3 separate regions of the Mus musculus genome follow, and regions 1 and 3 are each linked to region 2. Evidence: chromatin contacts called from public HiChIP or PLAC-seq and capture Hi-C data. All regions are on one chromosome and are shown on one strand. Each heading gives the region's core, a stretch centred on a gene start, on an enhancer-like site or on the middle of the called end of the contact. The rest is flanking DNA. Distances are from core to core; before and after follow the strand shown.

The links. HiChIP or PLAC-seq counts read pairs in DNA pulled down with a chosen protein or histone mark. Capture Hi-C pulls out chosen DNA fragments and counts their contacts.
Region 1: an H3K27ac HiChIP or PLAC-seq map of trophoblast stem cells shows a contact between it and region 2, with 4 times the contacts expected there. The contact joins two enhancer-like sites. A contact is called at or near these places in 1 of 484 Hi-C or Micro-C datasets (group 2 innate lymphoid cells), 4 of 115 datasets of contacts at active chromatin or transcription factors (embryonic stem cells, extraembryonic endoderm stem cells and trophoblast stem cells) and 2 of 9 other capture datasets (embryonic stem cells and liver).
Region 3: a capture Hi-C map of embryonic stem cells shows a contact between it and region 2, with 4 times the contacts expected there. The contact joins two enhancer-like sites. A contact is called at or near these places in 1 of 39 promoter capture datasets (hippocampal neurons), 1 of 15 datasets of contacts at CTCF or cohesin (stem cell-derived epiblast-like cells), 17 of 484 Hi-C or Micro-C datasets (the G1E-ER4 cell line, the NIH/3T3 cell line, bone marrow-derived macrophages and 13 more), 15 of 115 datasets of contacts at active chromatin or transcription factors (VIP interneurons, astrocytes, cardiomyocytes and 11 more) and 3 of 9 other capture datasets (adipose tissue, embryonic stem cells and liver).

The regions. Positions count from the first base shown.
Region 1 is chr9:120,518,170-120,520,870 of GRCm38.p6, reverse strand. It overlaps the pseudogene Gm7229. Among named protein-coding and RNA genes, the nearest start is that of Entpd3, 20 kb to the left of the region's middle. Within about 2 kb of position 1,255, at least 39 of the 459 cell types and tissues checked have an H3K27ac peak or open chromatin away from gene starts, as enhancers often do. A contact at or near this core is called in trophoblast stem cells, where this site is marked.
Region 2 is chr9:120,960,719-120,963,418 of GRCm38.p6, reverse strand. No RefSeq gene overlaps it. Among named protein-coding and RNA genes, the nearest start is that of Mir7090, 7.0 kb to the right of the region's middle. Within about 2 kb of position 1,293, at least 97 of the 459 cell types and tissues checked have an H3K27ac peak or open chromatin away from gene starts, as enhancers often do. A contact at or near this core is called in colorectal tumor organoids, embryonic stem cells and trophoblast stem cells, where this site is marked.
Region 3 is chr9:120,592,331-120,595,188 of GRCm38.p6, reverse strand. No RefSeq gene overlaps it. Among named protein-coding and RNA genes, the nearest start is that of Gm34323, 8.1 kb to the left of the region's middle. Within about 2 kb of position 1,283, at least 53 of the 459 cell types and tissues checked have an H3K27ac peak or open chromatin away from gene starts, as enhancers often do. A contact at or near this core is called in colorectal tumor organoids, embryonic stem cells and trophoblast stem cells, where this site is marked.

The DNA of each region.
Region 1 (2,701 bases), core at 6-2,505, 440 kb after region 2:
GTAGCCCTTTACTAGGGCCACTGAAAAGAGATGGCTTCCTCCTTCAAGTGCCCCTCCACCCAAGATTCCTGCCCCAGTTAAGTGCTCCCTCAGGGAGATGAAACGGGCTTGATCCAGCAGATGGACCACAGCAAGTCCGAAGTGTGGACCTGCTTTAAACACCCGTCACCAGCAACAGCTGCAAGTGCACAGTAGGATATGGACAGCACACAGTAGGGACAGTCCAGTATCTTCTCAGTGTAGACTCTCTCACATCTGTCACTACTACAGATGTGAGAAAGTCTACATCCAGATGTGTCTCATCCTGCATCCATCCAGATGTGGCTCATCCTGCATCCAGGTGTGGCTCATCCGGGTCCAGGGCCACCTAAGGAGAACAGGCTGTCTTCTGACTCCTGCACTAGGACTGGGTCCCGAGGCCAGGCCTTCTTGTTGTTTGTACCTCAGTGTGTTCTGGAAGGCTTGGCTCCTTAGCAGGTGCAAGCATGTATGTCTGCCTGTGCACAGTTCTTCAACAAGGACTAAGGTGGAAAAGGGGTCTTATTCTTCCTTTTTTTAAAAAAAAGATTTATTTATTTATTTATATATTATGAGTACACTGTATCTGTCTTCAGACACACCAGTAGGGGGCATCAGATGGTTGTGAGCCACCATGTGGTTGCTGGGAATTGAACTCAGGACCTCTGGAAGAGCAGCCAGGGCTCTTAACTGCTGAGCCATCTCTAGCCCAGGAGTCTTGCTCTTATGCTGTGCTTGCTTTCTTGTTTTAAGAAGCTTGAGAATTCATGGAGAACTAGTCAACCGTGCCTCTCCCTAAGGAGCACAGGGCCTTCAATCCAGGGTCACAATTGAGTAGATGCTATTTCGCCGATAAAGCTGTGTCTGAAGGCTTGACTGCATCCATTACAAACATATGTTGTGAAGGTTTCCTAGAAACAGCTTCGATTCTGAGCATCTGGCTTGGACACGTTGTCTGTTGCCTGGGAGTGACTAAAGACATCTAACACAGCTGAGTGATTCATCTTAAACATGAACCAGGCGCTGAGGCCGAGGAGAAAAACACCAACGTCTACGGAGAAAATCAAGAGAGCTAGAAAGAGACAATAAAAACCTCAGCATCACCAAAAAGTAAACAAAATCTCGGATAAGGAAGACCACGTGCACAGCAGAAGGAACACTACAATCCTGCGCCCATCCCGAATCTCCTCGCTAGTCCTGAAGCAGGAGCGTGCACTGAGGGCCAAGGAGAGGCTCTGAGACAGACGCAAGGATGACGCAGGAAACGCCTCCCTGTGGCCGGGGAGGACAAAGCTGGGAGCCTGTGTTACAGAGAAATGCAAATGTGGAGGTGAGAGAAATGATAAATTGAGGAATTGGGCTCCAGAACAGTGCCCATTGAAACGTTCTAGAAATAAGCTAAGAAAACAGAAGGAAGACATTTTCAAAGAAGCCAAAGCAGAGGAGGGAAAGGAAAGTTTTAGATCGGAAGCGATAAACTCAGCTGGGTGGTGGTGACTCACCTGAGAGGCAGAGGCAGGAGAACCTCTGAGTTCCGGGACAGCCTGGTCTACAGAGTGAGTTCCAGAACAGCCAGAGAAACTCTATGTCAAAAAGAGACAAGAGATTGAAGGGGCGGGGGAGGGGGGGAAGGTTGGGAAATGTCTCAGTGGGCAAAGCACTTTCTGTGACTGAGCTGGGATTTCCAGACCCACACAAGAATCTGGGCAGGGCAGCACACACCCGAATTCCCAAGACTGGGGAGGAGACAGGAGGATCCATAGAGCCCACTGGCCAGCTGGTCTAGATGAATCAGTTAGCTCTGGGTTCAAAATATAAGCTGAAGGTTGATTAAACACATCCCATAGATGTTCACTGTCTCAATCAGTGCTCTAATAACATAATGTGAATACTTTGTAATTGTAATATTTTAATAATAATTCATTTTCCAAATCTCTGGAAATCCCAGTTGTCTTTTGGTTTAATGCAATTGAACCAGTCGGTGTTTCCTAAGCTTGTGTATGTGTTTCTTTCTGTAAACCTGGAAGAAAAGATTAGGATACACTTTCTGCCCTAAGACCAGAGTAAGCAATTTTCTTTCCCTCCCTTCCTTCCTTCCTTCCTTCCTCCCTTCCTTCCTTCCTTCCTTCTCTCCCTCTCTCCCTTCCTTCCTTCCTTCCTTCCTTCCTTCCTTCCTTTCTTTTTCTTTCTTTCTTTCTCTCTCTCTCTCTCTCTCTCTCTCTCTTTCTTTCTTTCTTTCTTTCTTTCTTTCTTTCTTTCTTTCTGTCTTTCTTCCTTCCTTCCTTTCTTTTTAAAGATTTATTTATTTATTTTTTTATGTATGTGAGTACACTGTTGCTGTTTTCAGACACACCAGAAGAGGGCATCTGATCCTGTTACAGATGGTTGTGAGTCACCATGTGGTTGTTGGAAATTGAACTCAGGGCCTCTGGAAGAGCAGTCAGTGCTCTTAACCTCAGAGCCATCTCTCCATCCCTGGAGTAAGCAATTTTCATCTGCTCATTCGATTCATCTGAGATTACTCTTGCAAGAAGAAATGGCAGAGGTTAGCCACGGTGCAACACACCTGTAATCCTTGCACTTCAGACATTGAGGCAAAGAATGAGGAATTCAGGGTTATCCTTGGCTACATAGTTGAGTTTGAGGCAAACTTGGGCTATATTAGACTCTTCTCAAAACAAAA
Region 2 (2,700 bases), core at 44-2,543:
CTGCTTCTCCCACTCAAGGTGATATGGCTTGCTCCCCAAGCTTATAAACTACTGTGGAATAGATGAACACACTGGCTAGTGGGGGGAAGGAGGCAAGCACAGCTCCTCCTCTGCCCCGCCTCCCTGCCCTGTGCTGGCCCAGGCTCCAGCCTGCACTGCAGCCTCACTCCCTAACTCCAGCAGCCACTAAGCACACCAGGCACAGACAGAAGCAGAGCACCAGGCAGGCGGCTGGCCCCAGCTCAAGCCTTTGCCCTAAACCATAGCCTGAAAGTAGGGGCTGGTTGTGCTGCCCTCAAGAAATACCAGAAAGTAAGTGGCCACAGCTGCCCTGAGGATACCTAGGTAGCTGTGGTGGCCATCTTTTGTTTTCTGTGTGCACTCACAGACTCCGGGGACCCTGGGCTGGCATATCCTGTGCTCTATTCCAGCAGAGAGCTGCTGCACAAGGTGAGTGGAGGGTTTGCTCCCCCATCCCAGCCAGCTCACAAACGGCCTTTACTCCCTTCCCCAGACACTGAAAAACCAGCCACAGTCCGGGTGGCTCAGCTGTGGTAACCTCAAAGGCAGCACAAGAAGGCAAAGAATCATTGGCCTCTTGTGACTTTCTTGGTCATATGGTTGGCCTAGGCAGAAGCTTGGGACCCCAGTGGTAGAGGATGTGACTAGCAGCTTTAACCAAGAGGCAACAGGCCCAGAATCACAGATGCTACTCAACCTTGTGCAGCAGGTAGTCTCTTTGTTTTTGTAGTGGCTCTGTTCAAGACCCCATATGCCCCAAGGGCAGCAGCCATGTTCTACTTTTCTATTGATGCACTCAGCCACACTGGAGTCTTTTACTGAATGCTCACTAAAATGGCCATGTGACAGCTTATTTAGCTGTTGGGAGTTTCTATTACCCACAATGCTCTGCCTTTGACAGCACCTCAAGCTCTTGAGAATATCTGGCTTACAGTCTGCTGGCCCCACCCCAAACAGACACAGGGTGTGGTTTCTATTGTTCATGAAGATCTCTTGGAAATACAAATGGCACTCTTCCCAGTCTAAGAGGTCTTTGCCTCTCCTTTTGAAAAATTGTGTGCCTGTCCACCCCAGTGCACTGCTCTCTGGGGTCCGTTGCCTTCCACTTTGTGAAGACAGTGCCTTTTTAAAAACACAATCTCACTTTCATTTACTGGGTACCACTGCTGCTTGTGGAATGGGGAAGTTGGCTTCCCCTCTGCTACCTGGATCAACTCTGACCCGCTGAGTCATCTCACCAGCCTGAGGCAGGGTTTCTCTTGCCACATCTGGCTTTTTAAAAATACAGGCTCCAGAACTCCAACTAGGATGACCAGGTTTTCGCCTGCTGAGCCAGCCCTCTCTGGGGCTGCTTGCTTGGCCTCACCACTGACTGAAGAGACCTATAACTTCTTCTAATGTTGGCAGTTGAGGAGTCAGGGGTAGGAGAATGGACAGACCACATTCCACAATGCTGCCTTCTCCTTCAGATCTCACCAGTTTATAATTGTACTCAGGATACTACTTTCAGGAGGCAGTGTGGTAGAAGATCTCTCTCTAGAGAACAGACAGCCATCAGACCTGTCAGATCAAGAGCAGCTGCTTATCTTGCCAGCACCTTTCACTATCAGGACCCAGATCAAAGTACCTCATCTGTGCCCTTGGCGTGGTGGCTGCTGCAGAGGAAGGAGTCAGGTGTCTAGCTCCCAAGGACAGCTCAAAACTGGAGCTGCAGTCAGAAAGCTGCTCTGGAAGCCCCATCTTCCCTTCCCTTCACCTGCACCTGTGTCAGAACCAGGACAGCTGCTTAGGAGCTCCCACCTACAGCATTGCTTCAGACGTGTGGGTGCCTGCCAGCATCCTGTGCACCTCACCCCTCCAGGCATGCCTCTGTGAATGCTGCCCTACCGAGTGTGCTAAAGTGCTAGTAGAGTATGGTGTTTGCTTTCCTACAAGCCTCCAACCACTGCCCGTGAGGCATGCCTACATCTCAGACAGCACCCATCTGCACTTCTGTCCCTTTGCCACCTCTGCAGGTAGGACTTGGCTCTGTATCATCCTTGTGCTTCTAGGTATTCCAGAACTACCACCATACGGAATACCCTGCTGCGGTCCCTCACATAAAAGGGTGACTGGAGTAAAGCTCTACCCCTGTTAGCCGGACCCCACCAAGGTATCTCTGAGGACTTCCTCACAGGACCCTCTTCCTCCTGTGAATTTAACAGGCACAATCTTAAGACTCAGGAAAGCACAACACAAATTCTCACTTTTTAGAAAACCCAACCACGAGTTGTAACACATCTTTCTTTGTAGGAAATGTGTACAAAGTCTGCTTGACAGACCTACCACCAAAATGACAGATCATCTGGCAGGCCACAGGGAAGGAGCCCATTTTGGTTTTAAGATCAGATAAACACGGTTACTGGTTGAAATGACTAGAAGGGTTGTCCTCTCCAAGTGAGCCTCACTAGCAATGATGTTTAAGTTCAAACCCAGGCAGAGCCTCACTCCTGCAGTGGGACGGCAGCAGCCTAAGGAGGCTTAGTCAGCTTAGTCAGCTCCAGCTCTAGCTGCTGCTCAGTGTAGCACAGAGACTACTGCAGGAAGCCTGCCTGCTCCTGGGCGAGAGGGTGAGCTGAAGGGCTGGTTACACAGGCTTCCTCAGCCCTTTGGTCAGAAGTGCAGTCAGCCAGTGACAAT
Region 3 (2,858 bases), core at 34-2,533, 370 kb after region 2:
CCATGTCTGACTTCGTCCTGACTGGCATCTTCTTAATCAACACAAGACACAAAGTCTCAAGTCTTAGGTTGGGAGGCTGAAGGACTGATTGTTCAGATGTTGGAGCTGGAGAAAGGGGGTGAAAAAAAAGCTGAGGGGAAGTGGGCAGCCCCCCACTGGGCTCTACCCTGTGATAACTGCATTTGAATGAGCGGGGGCGGATCCTGAGGGTTATAATTGGCTCTCACTTTGGGATTCTGTTGATTACTTAGGAAAATGTGCTGGGGCTTATTTCACTTTCCGATCTTGTACCACTTTAATGAAAATTTATTACCAGCAGCTTCCTGAACCGGAAAGGAAGAAATTGAAAATACACATCTGTGTATAAGTAAACAGACGTGTGGAATGAATGCATTCTTTTTAGATGAGATGCCTGACTTCTGCTTATGAAAAATGAATAAGGGGCCTTCGGCTTCACACATGAAAGGAAGCACCAGGAGAGACAGTGAGTAACGAAGACGTAGTGTTAAGGGTGTGTTTGGGATAACCATGGGCAGTGTACAAAGCATTAAGTTTAAAATCAAAAGATCTGGAGCCAAGAGATAGCTCAGCAGGCTAAAGCCTTCGATGTGAGAATCTAAATTCAATCCTTACCACCCCCCACCCTCCCACCCCCACACACACCCAAAGCAAGCCAGGCGTGGTGGTGCACACCTTTAATCCCAACACTCAGGAGGAAGGGGCAGATGGATCTCTGTTCCAGGTCAGCCTGGTCTACAAAGTAAGTTCCAGGACAGCCAGGGCTACATGGAGAACCGCTGCCTCAGTGGGGATATGGGGATTGGGGGGAATTTAAGCCAGGTGTGTTAGCATACATCTGTAAGTCAAGCATGCCTCCTTGGTGAGATAGAAGGCAGAGACTGGAGAATCACCCAAAAGCTCACTGGACTGCTAGCTTACAGTATACAAGTCAGCAGCAGAAGCCACTGCCTACAACTCAACTCTGTAACTCTGGCTCCAGGGATCAGTGCCCTGCACGAACGCATGCCTGTGTCTACACACACACACACACACACACACACACACACACACACACACATGAATAGAAAGCATGCATGTGTGTGCACACATTCACAGAAAGCATGCATATGTGTGTGCACACATTCATAGAAAGTATGCACATGTGTGTGCACACATGCACACATGATTTAAGAAACGAATCCTAAGAGAATGGAATCTGTGCCCTTCTAGTTTATTCCTCAGCAGCATGTGCAACCGACTGCGTGAGTCAGCAAAGAAGACTCTGAATGACTCCCCTGCCAGCATCGCACTTCCGCCCTGTCCTCTACCCCCCTTTTGTATTTCACATATAATACTATGTTGACATGTTGATTGTTCTGTGAATTTCCCTCAAGACAGGAATCCTGCCTTTTCATCTATATTTCTCAAATTACAAGGGTAACAAGGACACACAATTAAACCAACAAACAAGACGTAATTCTCTTGGAAGCAAAACAAAACTCTGAACAGGTTGTACAACTGGTTCAAACAGGTTTATCCCTCATTAGTCATCAAGTGAATGCAAATTAAAAACCACAGTGAGATACAGTTCCAGCCATCAGAAAAGAAAGTCAAAAAGCCCTGGGAACAATGTAGCTGCTCTGCTGGATCTGAGGCCTCTGCACAGGAGGGGGCCCAGGCCTGGTGTTGTGGCCTGGTCAACGGTCAGAGACTCCAGGGTGTCACAAGCCATGGAGGGGAACCGCCTGCTGTTGTTTTACTAAGCTACATGGCCTTCTAAACGCTTGTTTTATACTCTAGATGGGTGCTGCCTCTGCCTTGGCCAGAAGCAGCTTCGATGTGCTGTGCTGAGCACTTAATGCGGAGACTCACAGCTGCCCATGTGCTGAGAGTAAGCGAGTGTTGAGGGCTAGCCCTACATGGGACTTTCTGCCAATGGCTGGCTGTAGGAGGAGGCACAAAGAGTGTAGGAGCTGCCTGGTGTGATGGCAAATCTCTGTTTCAGGCCAGTCTTCTATACAGCAAGTTCTTGGCCAGGCAGGCTACACAGTGATAGCCTGTCTCAAAATAAAATAAAATTGAAGAAGATAAAATAAAAAAAGAATGTAAGAGCTGGAGGATGGGGAGGAGGAATGGGAGGAGGGATGGGAGGAGGGATGGGAGGAAAGATGGGAGGAGGGTTGTCCTCTGGACTTGACACTACACCCATGAACACACTACAGCTGTGGCTATTGACCAAGAGCAAGCCAAGGGGATCAGTGGACACTCCACTGGGCAGCACCAGTTAGCCTCAGTGGAGACAGAGAGAGAAGAGAGACAGACAGACAGACACAGAGAGAGGAGGTTGGAAGAAAAAGTGGGAGGTAGTGAATTGGAGTGTCCAGGGGAGGGAAGAATGGAGAGGATGGTTAGGGGTGTATATGACCAATATACATTGTTTACATGTGTGTAGTTATTGAAAAATAAGTAAAAGGTATTCTATTAAAAAAAAAAAAAAGATCAGAGATGCAGGCTGATGGACCAGGGCAACCTTCACACCCCCAGATGGAATGTGAGAATGTCACTGAGCACGTGGAAAAGTATACTCACCATGCCAAGCCACCATTCCACCCTTTAGACCTTTATCTAAGAGGAATGAAATCCCATGCCCCTGTATCCACACTGGACCACCACCAGTTCTATCACAACACACTGCACAGCTAAGCTAAGTATCTGTTGTATCACAATTCTTTCAGGGTTGGGCATGGGTGGAGCCCAGCTGGAGCCTCTGCTCAGAATGTCCCAGAAGAGCCCTGTGATGGTTAGCTTTGGCAATGTGACACAACCTGGAGTCACCTGAGAAGAGAGAATCAATGAGG